Linked DNA regions of Callithrix jacchus: region 2 is linked to region 1. Evidence: chromatin contacts called from public Hi-C data. All regions are on one chromosome and are shown on one strand. The core of a region is the stretch at or near the end of the contact, and the rest is flanking DNA. Distances in the headings are between cores, read along the strand shown.

Region 1 (4,120 bases), core at 872-3,371:
ACTAATCATCATCTTAAATATGTAGTACATGTATTTACTTATTTTTCTTTCTAAAACAATTTATTTTGTATGTACAGACAGGGTCTTGCTGTGTTGCCTGGGCCATGGCCTCCCAAAGGGCTGAGATTATAGGTGTGAACCACCACACACGGCTCATTCAGGGCATCATCCTTCAGTCACTGCCATGTGTAGGCACATGCTGTAGTTCTATAACATACACATTTTGTGCCTGCTTTTTCACAAGTATCATATCCATAACGTTTTTCATGTAGATTTCTTGATTACCATTTTACACTACTTTTTGAAATCGTACAAGTCAAGTTTGCTTGACAATCCAAACACCAAAGCATGTAAAGTAAAAAGTAGGGCCAGGCACGGTGGCTCACACCTATAATCCTGGCACTTTGGGAGGCCAAGGCAGAAGGATTGCTTGAGCCCAGGAGTTCAACACCAGCTTGGGCAACTTAGTGAGACCTTGTCTCATGTTAATAAATAAATAAATAAATAAAGAGGTAAGTAAGTGTGCTCCATTCTCCTGCACACCACTCCGGAGGTTTCCTTTGGTGAGTTTGACGTTTAATCTTCCAGGAGTTATCTGTGTGATACCAATGCTCACATACACAGATGGGATGATATTGTACCTACTACTCTATACTTGGCTTGTCTTCACTCAGTAGTATACTGGGAACATCTTTTCATGTCAATACGTATGGATCTACCTCATTTTTAAAGGGCCGGGTGTGGTGGCTCACGCCTCTAATGCCAGCACTTTGGGAGGCAGGTGGATCACCTAAGGTCAGGAGTTTGAGACCAGCCTGACGAATGTGGTGAAACTCTGTCTCTACTAAAAATACAAAAATTAGCCAGGCGTGGTGGTGCATGCCTGTAATTTCAGCTACTAGGAAGCTGAGGCATGAAAATTGCTTGAACCAAGGAGGCAGAAGTTGCAGTGAGCAAAGACTGTGCCACTGCACTCCAGTCTGGATGGCAGAGCGAGACTCAGTCTCAAAAACAAACAAACAAACAAACCCCCAAAACACAAACAAAACCCAATGCATGTGTATATGTCAATATATGTAAATGAAAGGCTGTTGCTCTAGTTCAGATGTTGCTAAGAACTGATGTATATAATTGATTCCTTCCTTGGAATTAGTTTTTGGAATTAAAATTTCAGGAGTTGGGGAGAAATGGGGATATAGGCACAAAAAAACCAGAAAGAATGAATAAGACCTACTATTTGATAGCAACAGGGTTGACTATAGTCAACAATAACCTAATGTGTATTTTAAAATAACCTGAAGAGTGTAATTGAACTGTTTGTAACCTGAAAGATAAATGATTGAGGGGATGGCTGCCCTATTCTCCATGATGTGCTTATTTTACATTGCATGACTGTCTGAAAACATCTCATGTACCCCATAACTATATATGCCTACTATATACCTTCAAAAATTAAAAAAAATATATCGCAGGAGTGGACGAAAGGGTATGAACATTTGTGTATATCTTGATGTGTACCCCCCAAATATTTTCCAAAACCATTGAAATAATATACAGTGCCCCTAGCCACAAGTCCACCAGCTATTCCAGTCTCATTGGCTGGGCTACCCTTCACATTGCAGGTGAGTAACCTGGGCCAGAGAGGCTAATTGAGTTGCTCAAGGTTACACAGAACAGAGAGATGGGAAAATAACCTGTCCCCTCTTCCAAATCTCCAGATGCTCAGATCTAACCTTTTCTGCTACATTTATTGGTAGAATGACTATGAGCTTCAGAGCCAGTCCTACCTGGGTGACCTGGGGTAGGTCACTTAGCCATTCTGAGCATAGATTCCTCTTCTATAAAAGCAGGGATACTCACACTCATTTTGAAGTACAAGCAACTACATGTCCAGTCCCTAGCATAGTTCTGGAAGGCCATAGTAATCCTAGCACACAAAATGGGGGCTTCATATCTTGTAGTTATTATCTGACTGTTTTCTGAACCATTTCCTCTATAACATGAATCAATGCCAAGAGTGAATTGTGAAACACACTTTGTTTCGAGTTACCGCCCAGCCCCATTCTGCGCTGTTCTCTTTCAGTACCTCCCACTCATCCTGTCCAGGGCCTGGCACTCTGCCTTCCTACTGGCAGTGGTGCCAAGGTACGTGCTAACACAGCTATTGGCTTCACACATGATGCTCCTCCCTTTCATGTCACAAGAAAAAGATTTTCATCTTCCCTGGGCGTTCTGGAAGCCATGCCTTAATCTGGATTCTAGAAAAATGCTTTTAATGGTGGTAATTTTGGTCACTAAAGCACACATCAAATCTCAGGATCTTGGTATCTGCCGTCTTGGTCAATGTGCAGAGTCAACTCCAGGAAACTGGGGGCGGGGTGGTCTCAGGATTGGAGATTTAATCTTCACTGCTGTTTTCTAAGCCTGTTTTTATCTTTTGTTTCCAGGAGAGGTCATTCCTCTGGCACTGGCCCTTTTTGCCTTTGTTGGCTTCATGCTGATCCTTGTGGTCGTGCCACTGTTCATCTGGAAAATGGGCCAGCTGCTCCAGTACTCCTGTTGCCCCATGGTGGTCCTCCCAGACACCTTGGTAATAGATCTAGTTCTTTATTTCTTTCAGTGTGACATTGACCAGATGTAGTTTGGGCCTCAATTGGGCATAAGCACATATTTCCATGGTGGGATTATAGGCATCTCCACAGAGAGGGGAGAGGAATACTTGTAAAAGACTTCACTTCTAACTAGAGGCACTGGAATAAATCTCCTTTCTCCAGAGCGTGGTGGCCTCCCTGAAGCAGGTCACCTCTGCTTTCTTCCAGGACCTGGGATGGCAAAGAGAGAAGATGTGTTACCCAGCCCAGGATGCTCAGTATCGCAGGAGTCCTGCACGGTCTTACCCTTCCAGACTGGCCTGCTGAGCATCTTGGCCTCTTCCAATTGTAACAGCAACCACACCCAATGACCTGTTTCAATACAACTCACTCAATTCACATGCCAAAGCCTCATTGTTCAGAGTGAAGAAGATGTATGTGGGAGGCATGGACTGTGCTTTGATCTTGGTGGGGTAGGGTGGGGTGGTGAAGGGACAGCAATCTGGACCTTCACAGTGACTGCCTGAGGTTAGGGAACCTTACCTGTATTCTCAGATCCTCATAAGGCCAGAATTCTTATCTTACTCCTGAGGGTCCTGGATCACAGGTCTGGGTCTCTCCAGTGGGTATAGGACCCATACACCCATGCTGTGGTGGGGGAAACGCAAAAGCAGGCCTCCAACAGCTCCCCGATATTCTCTGGCTACCTCCCCAGATGTTTCCCCCCAGCCCCCAGACCTCAACCACACAAAACCGTGCAACAAAACAAAAATAACAAAAACGAAATAAAAAAGCTCCATCCCTGTCACCCTAGGGAATTCTCACAGTTCTCTCCTGGGAGGAGGCAGCCAGTGTCAACTTCTGGAAAGCAACTAAAACCAGAACTACCTGCAGCTTATACATGCCCACAGCTCCTTATCAGCCTGGAGTCACTCTGAAAGGAGTCATTCTTGGCCGGGTGCTGTGGCTCACGCCTGTAATCCCAGCATTTTGGGAGGCTGAGGCGGGTGGATCATGAGGTCAGGAGTTCAAGACCAGCCTGGCCAAGATGATGAAACCCAATCTCTACTAAAAATACAAAAAATTAGCCAGGTGTGGTATCTAATGCCTGTAATCCCAGATACTCAGGAGACTGAGTCAGGAGAATCACTTGAACCTGGGAGGCAGAGGTGGCAGTGAGCCGAGATCACGCCATTGCACTCCAGCCCGGGCAAAGGCAATAAGAGCAAAACTCCATCTCAAAAAACAAACAAACAAACAAACGAACAAACAAAAAGAAAGGAGTCATTCTTGTGACAGCTCTGTGGCCCTGCTTTCTCTCCCTACACAGGAGGAATAACTCTCCCTATAATTCAGTCTTTAGGACACCCCTCCACTCTGTTGTCCTAATGCCAGATCTCCCTTCTCTCCCATACTTCCAGGTAGTTGTAATGACTTTAGCTGATACTAGTACAGGGCTAAGTGCCAGATACTGTTCTAAGGCTTTATATTTATTGACTCATTTCTTGTCATAAAGCTTAAAAGTGTCC
Region 2 (4,023 bases), core at 212-2,711, 240 kb before region 1:
CGAGACGCGCTGCGGAAACCCGAGGGCGAGGCCATGCAGATCCCTGCTTCCACTTTACTTGGATTTAGCGAGGGCCTCAGAGCTTAGCATTGTATTAGCGATTTACTGTTGACAAGCGCTTTCACTAGGCGAGAGTGGAAAGGTTTCAAAGGAAATGTTGGGGACTTCCCCTCGCCATTAAGCTAGACGAAACCCTGCCCGCCCCAGGCCGATTGGCGTCATCCTGCCTCTGTAAAGCACATCCTTTCCGTGGTGCCGGCTTTGCATAAGGCGGCAGCATTGGCTAGTTTGTGAGAAGAGAATATAACTGGACTGAGAAAATAGACTCAGATGTGAAGTTGGATTTTTCCTTCCACAACCTAGGACTACTTTCAGTAGCTCCGAAATAGACATGAGAATCTTAGCCTTCTAGATACCAAAAGAAATAATCACTAAGGTGAAATCATGAACAAACTATTTTATGTTGAATGTCACCTCTTCCCTGATCGCCACCTCCCTGCCCCTCCGTGGCTATGGCTCCTGCCTTTGACCTACTTACAAGTTTTCACAACAAAAGTGAATCCTTACTCTCTTGGATCATTACCCCATGTATGACTAACTTCTCTATCGCTATAGCCAGCTCTATTTCAGTATAGAATCGCTCAACTAGTCTTCAGGGCCATTCTGCAGTAGGTTACTCCTATTTGTAGTTTCTCTTCCAAGGGTTACAAGATGTGTGGCTTTTCGCTGGAGGCAGTCATAACCAGATTAATTTGTGACTGGACTCCTTCTTATAATTTTACTGGGTTTTTTCCTAATCTCTGGCTGATTTCCTATCCTATTCTCCACAAAGACTCTTTAAAGCTTTCCATGTTATTAAAGATGCCAGTTCCAGTCCATACTAATAGATAAATTCATCCAGTTTCCTGGGCTCAAAGCTTTGGGACTCCAATTCAGGTTTGACGTTCCCTCCATCATGAAGTATCTGTGACCACCTCCTGCTCACGATCTCAAAACTTCTAACCAAATTAACCCAGAACCCTTTTCCTTCTCTACAAAACCAGTCCCTCTGCCTGAAACTATGTATGCCATCCCTTTCCTTCTCCTTCTCCCACCACTACTTTCCTAAGTATCTTATATCATAAATACCTTCTTATCCATTGGCTTCTTCCTTCCAATCTCAGAAGTTTCTGTTGCCTTGGCTGGGTGCGGTGGTTCACGCCTATAATCCCAGCACTTCGGGAGGCCAAGGCTGGCGGATCACAAGGTCAACAGATCGAGACCATCCTGGCCAACATGGTGAAACTCCGTCTCTACTAAAAATACAAAAATTAGCCAGGCCTGGTGCTGTGCGCCTGTAATCCCAGCTTCCGGAGGCTGAGGCAGGAGAATCACTTGACCCCAGGAGGTGGAGGTGGAGGTGGCAGTGAGCTGAGATCACTTGACTGCACTCCACCCTGGGCGACAACAGTGAGACTGTCTAAAAAAAAAAGAAGTTCCTGTTGTCTTTTTTTATTCAGTACTGCTACTCCTTCCAGTTGCTATACTATCAACCTTCCTTTCATTGTCACATTTCTCAAAAGAAACAGTTACAGTTTTTACCAATCCCTATACCTTCCTTGAAACCCTTTTTGCCTTTCTAAGATACTTCCCTGGATCTACACCTACCTAGTTTGCTGGTCTTCTGATTTCTTTGCTAGCACCTCCTCTTTCTTCAGTCTGTTCTCTGCTGCATGCCTTCTCTTAGGTCTCCCAAAATTAGTCTGTTCCTGATTTTTCCTTAACTGAGGTTCCTTGTGTTCAGCTACTTGCCAGAAAGCTGCAGCTCAAAATTCAACACTTAAAATAATTCATCTCTCTTACTTGAATTTCTTAATATGTCTTAACATTGTAATTTTGGCATAGTGTAGTGATTAAGAACATGAACTGTGAAACAAGACTGCTCTGGAAAGCTGTAACCTTAGGCAAATCTCTGTGTTTCAGTTTCCTCAACTGCAAAATGGAAATAACAGTACCAATCTCATAGGGTTGTTATGAGTATTAAGCTATTTAATATTTATATATTATAGAAATGCCATCAGGATTATTACATTTGTTGTTTCTGATATTCCCAAGAGGTTTTTTTTTTTTAATTGAAGACTGGCTCCACTGAGGATTTGAATCAGCAACCTTGCAGTTGCAGGCTCTATACCTTAACTACTGTGCTAACAGGCCACTTGTTTCTGATCTTACTAAGAACTTTTTAGCATTTTTTTAAGTCTGAGTGCATGGGTAATCAACTTTCTAAGTTTATAGAAATCTAAAATTTTATTTTGCCCTTACACTTAATAATTGAGCTAGTGTTTATAAATAATTACATAGTGCCCTAGGCTCTAAATTGTAGGGCCAGACTTGATTCTTTTCTTTCAAAAAAGCCTACATCCCATCATACGTCATTCAAATGACTTGCTTTTTCTTCTGCTGCTGCCATTTTTATTCAAACCCCTCTCCCCATTCATCCTCCCACTGCCTTACACCAAAACTGTTATAATAGCCTCCTAAACACTTCTCCCTTCGTTCACCTCCCTTTTGTTTGTTTTTGTTTGTTTGTTTGTTTGTTTTTGAGACAGGGTCTTGCTGTGTTGCCCAGGTTGGAGTGCAGTGGTACAATCGTAGCTCACTGCAGTCTCTAACTCAGGCTCAAGCCATCCTCCCACCTCAGCCTCCCAAGTAGCTAGGTCTAGGGGTAGGTGCCATTGTCCCACCTCCCTCTACTCCACACTCCTGCTTCACCTCTTTTTAAAATGCAATATTGTATACCTACACAAAAGCATCCTATGATTCCTGTGGCTTAACAGATAGTATCTAGCTGGGTGCAGCGGCTCACCCCCGTAATGTCAGGACTTTGGAAGGCTTTATGCTTTATCAAAAAATAACGTTTAAAAAAATTAAAATGCAACTATATATATAACTTTCAGAATTGCTATGAATTACTGATTAGGATAATCCTCATCATAGACCCAGCACAGGGGCTTATGCTTATAATCCCAGCACTTTGAGAGGCTGAGGCCAGTGGACCACCTGAGGTCCAAAGTTCGAGATCTCGCCATTCCACTTCAGACTTGGCAACAACAGCAAAACTCTGTCTCAAAAGAAAAAAAAAGATATCATCTAAAATAGTTAAATGACATTCAAGGTATGCCTTGATCGTTGTTCATTTTTTCTCTATTTTGTTATAAATTATTCACACTAGCTGACTTGTCTGATTAATCATAAATGTAAGTGAAGGGCAGATTCATTTATCCTTTACCTATCTAGTAAGATAAAGTAATAAAGGTCCCATAATATGTTGACTTTGTTACAGAATTACACATAAAGGCAGAGGCTGCTTTTACAAAATTCTTTTTTTTTTTTTAATGTCACCTTCCTGAGCTTTTACAAAATTCTTGATCAAGATTCCAATTCTCTTGGCAAGGATTTTCAAACACAACAATTTTTATTAACAGCTTCAAATAATACATATCATTAAAATATTATTGAGGCACAGAAAAATGATTCCCCAAAATTTAGCATGCTGAGTGCTTTGAAAATTGAAAGGTCTGAGAACCAAGGTCTCTTTCTGACTTTTCTCTGTCTCCCTGATCCTCTTTCTGGAATCACCAAGGATACGCTCTTTGGAATTTCCTAATCTGACCAAGAAAGCTTTTTTCCAAAAATAATGCAATGTTTGGCCGAGTGCAGTGGCTCATGCCTGTAATCCCAGCACCTTGGGAGGCCTTGGTGGGTGAATCACAAGGTCAAGAGTTTGAAAATAGCCTGGCCAAGATGGTAAAACAATGTCTCTACTAAAAATAAAAATAAAAATAAAAATTAGCTGGGCACAATGGCAGGCACATGTAATGCCAGCTACCAGGAGGCTGAGGCAGGAGAATAGCTTGAACCGAGGAGGCAGAGGTTGCAGTGAGCTGAGATCACGCCACTGCACTCTAGCCGGGGTGACAGAGCAAGACTCCATCTCAAAAAAAAAAAAAAAAAAGAAAGAAAGAAATGCAATGTTGGCTGGGT

Evidence for each region. Hi-C and Micro-C count contacts between places; a contact is called where the count stands out from the background.
Region 2: a contact with region 1 is called in a Hi-C map of induced pluripotent stem cells, with 2.3 times the contacts expected there. The contact joins the promoter of STAG1 here to the enhancer-like site in region 1. A contact is called at or near these places in 3 of 3 Hi-C or Micro-C datasets (induced pluripotent stem cells and skeletal muscle).

Annotation. Positions count from the first base shown.
Region 1 is chr17:47,251,707-47,255,826 of calJac240_pri, reverse strand. The region is part of intron 5 of IL20RB (interleukin 20 receptor subunit beta); the gene reads left to right. Among named protein-coding and RNA genes, the nearest start is that of IL20RB, 31 kb to the left of the region's middle. Within about 2 kb of position 2,121, at least 5 of the 16 cell types and tissues checked have an H3K27ac peak or open chromatin away from gene starts, as enhancers often do.
Region 2 is chr17:47,491,352-47,495,374 of calJac240_pri, reverse strand. It overlaps STAG1 (STAG1 cohesin complex component), which reads right to left and starts at 1,461. Exons shown (of 34, transcript XM_035278838.3): 1 at 1,129-1,461.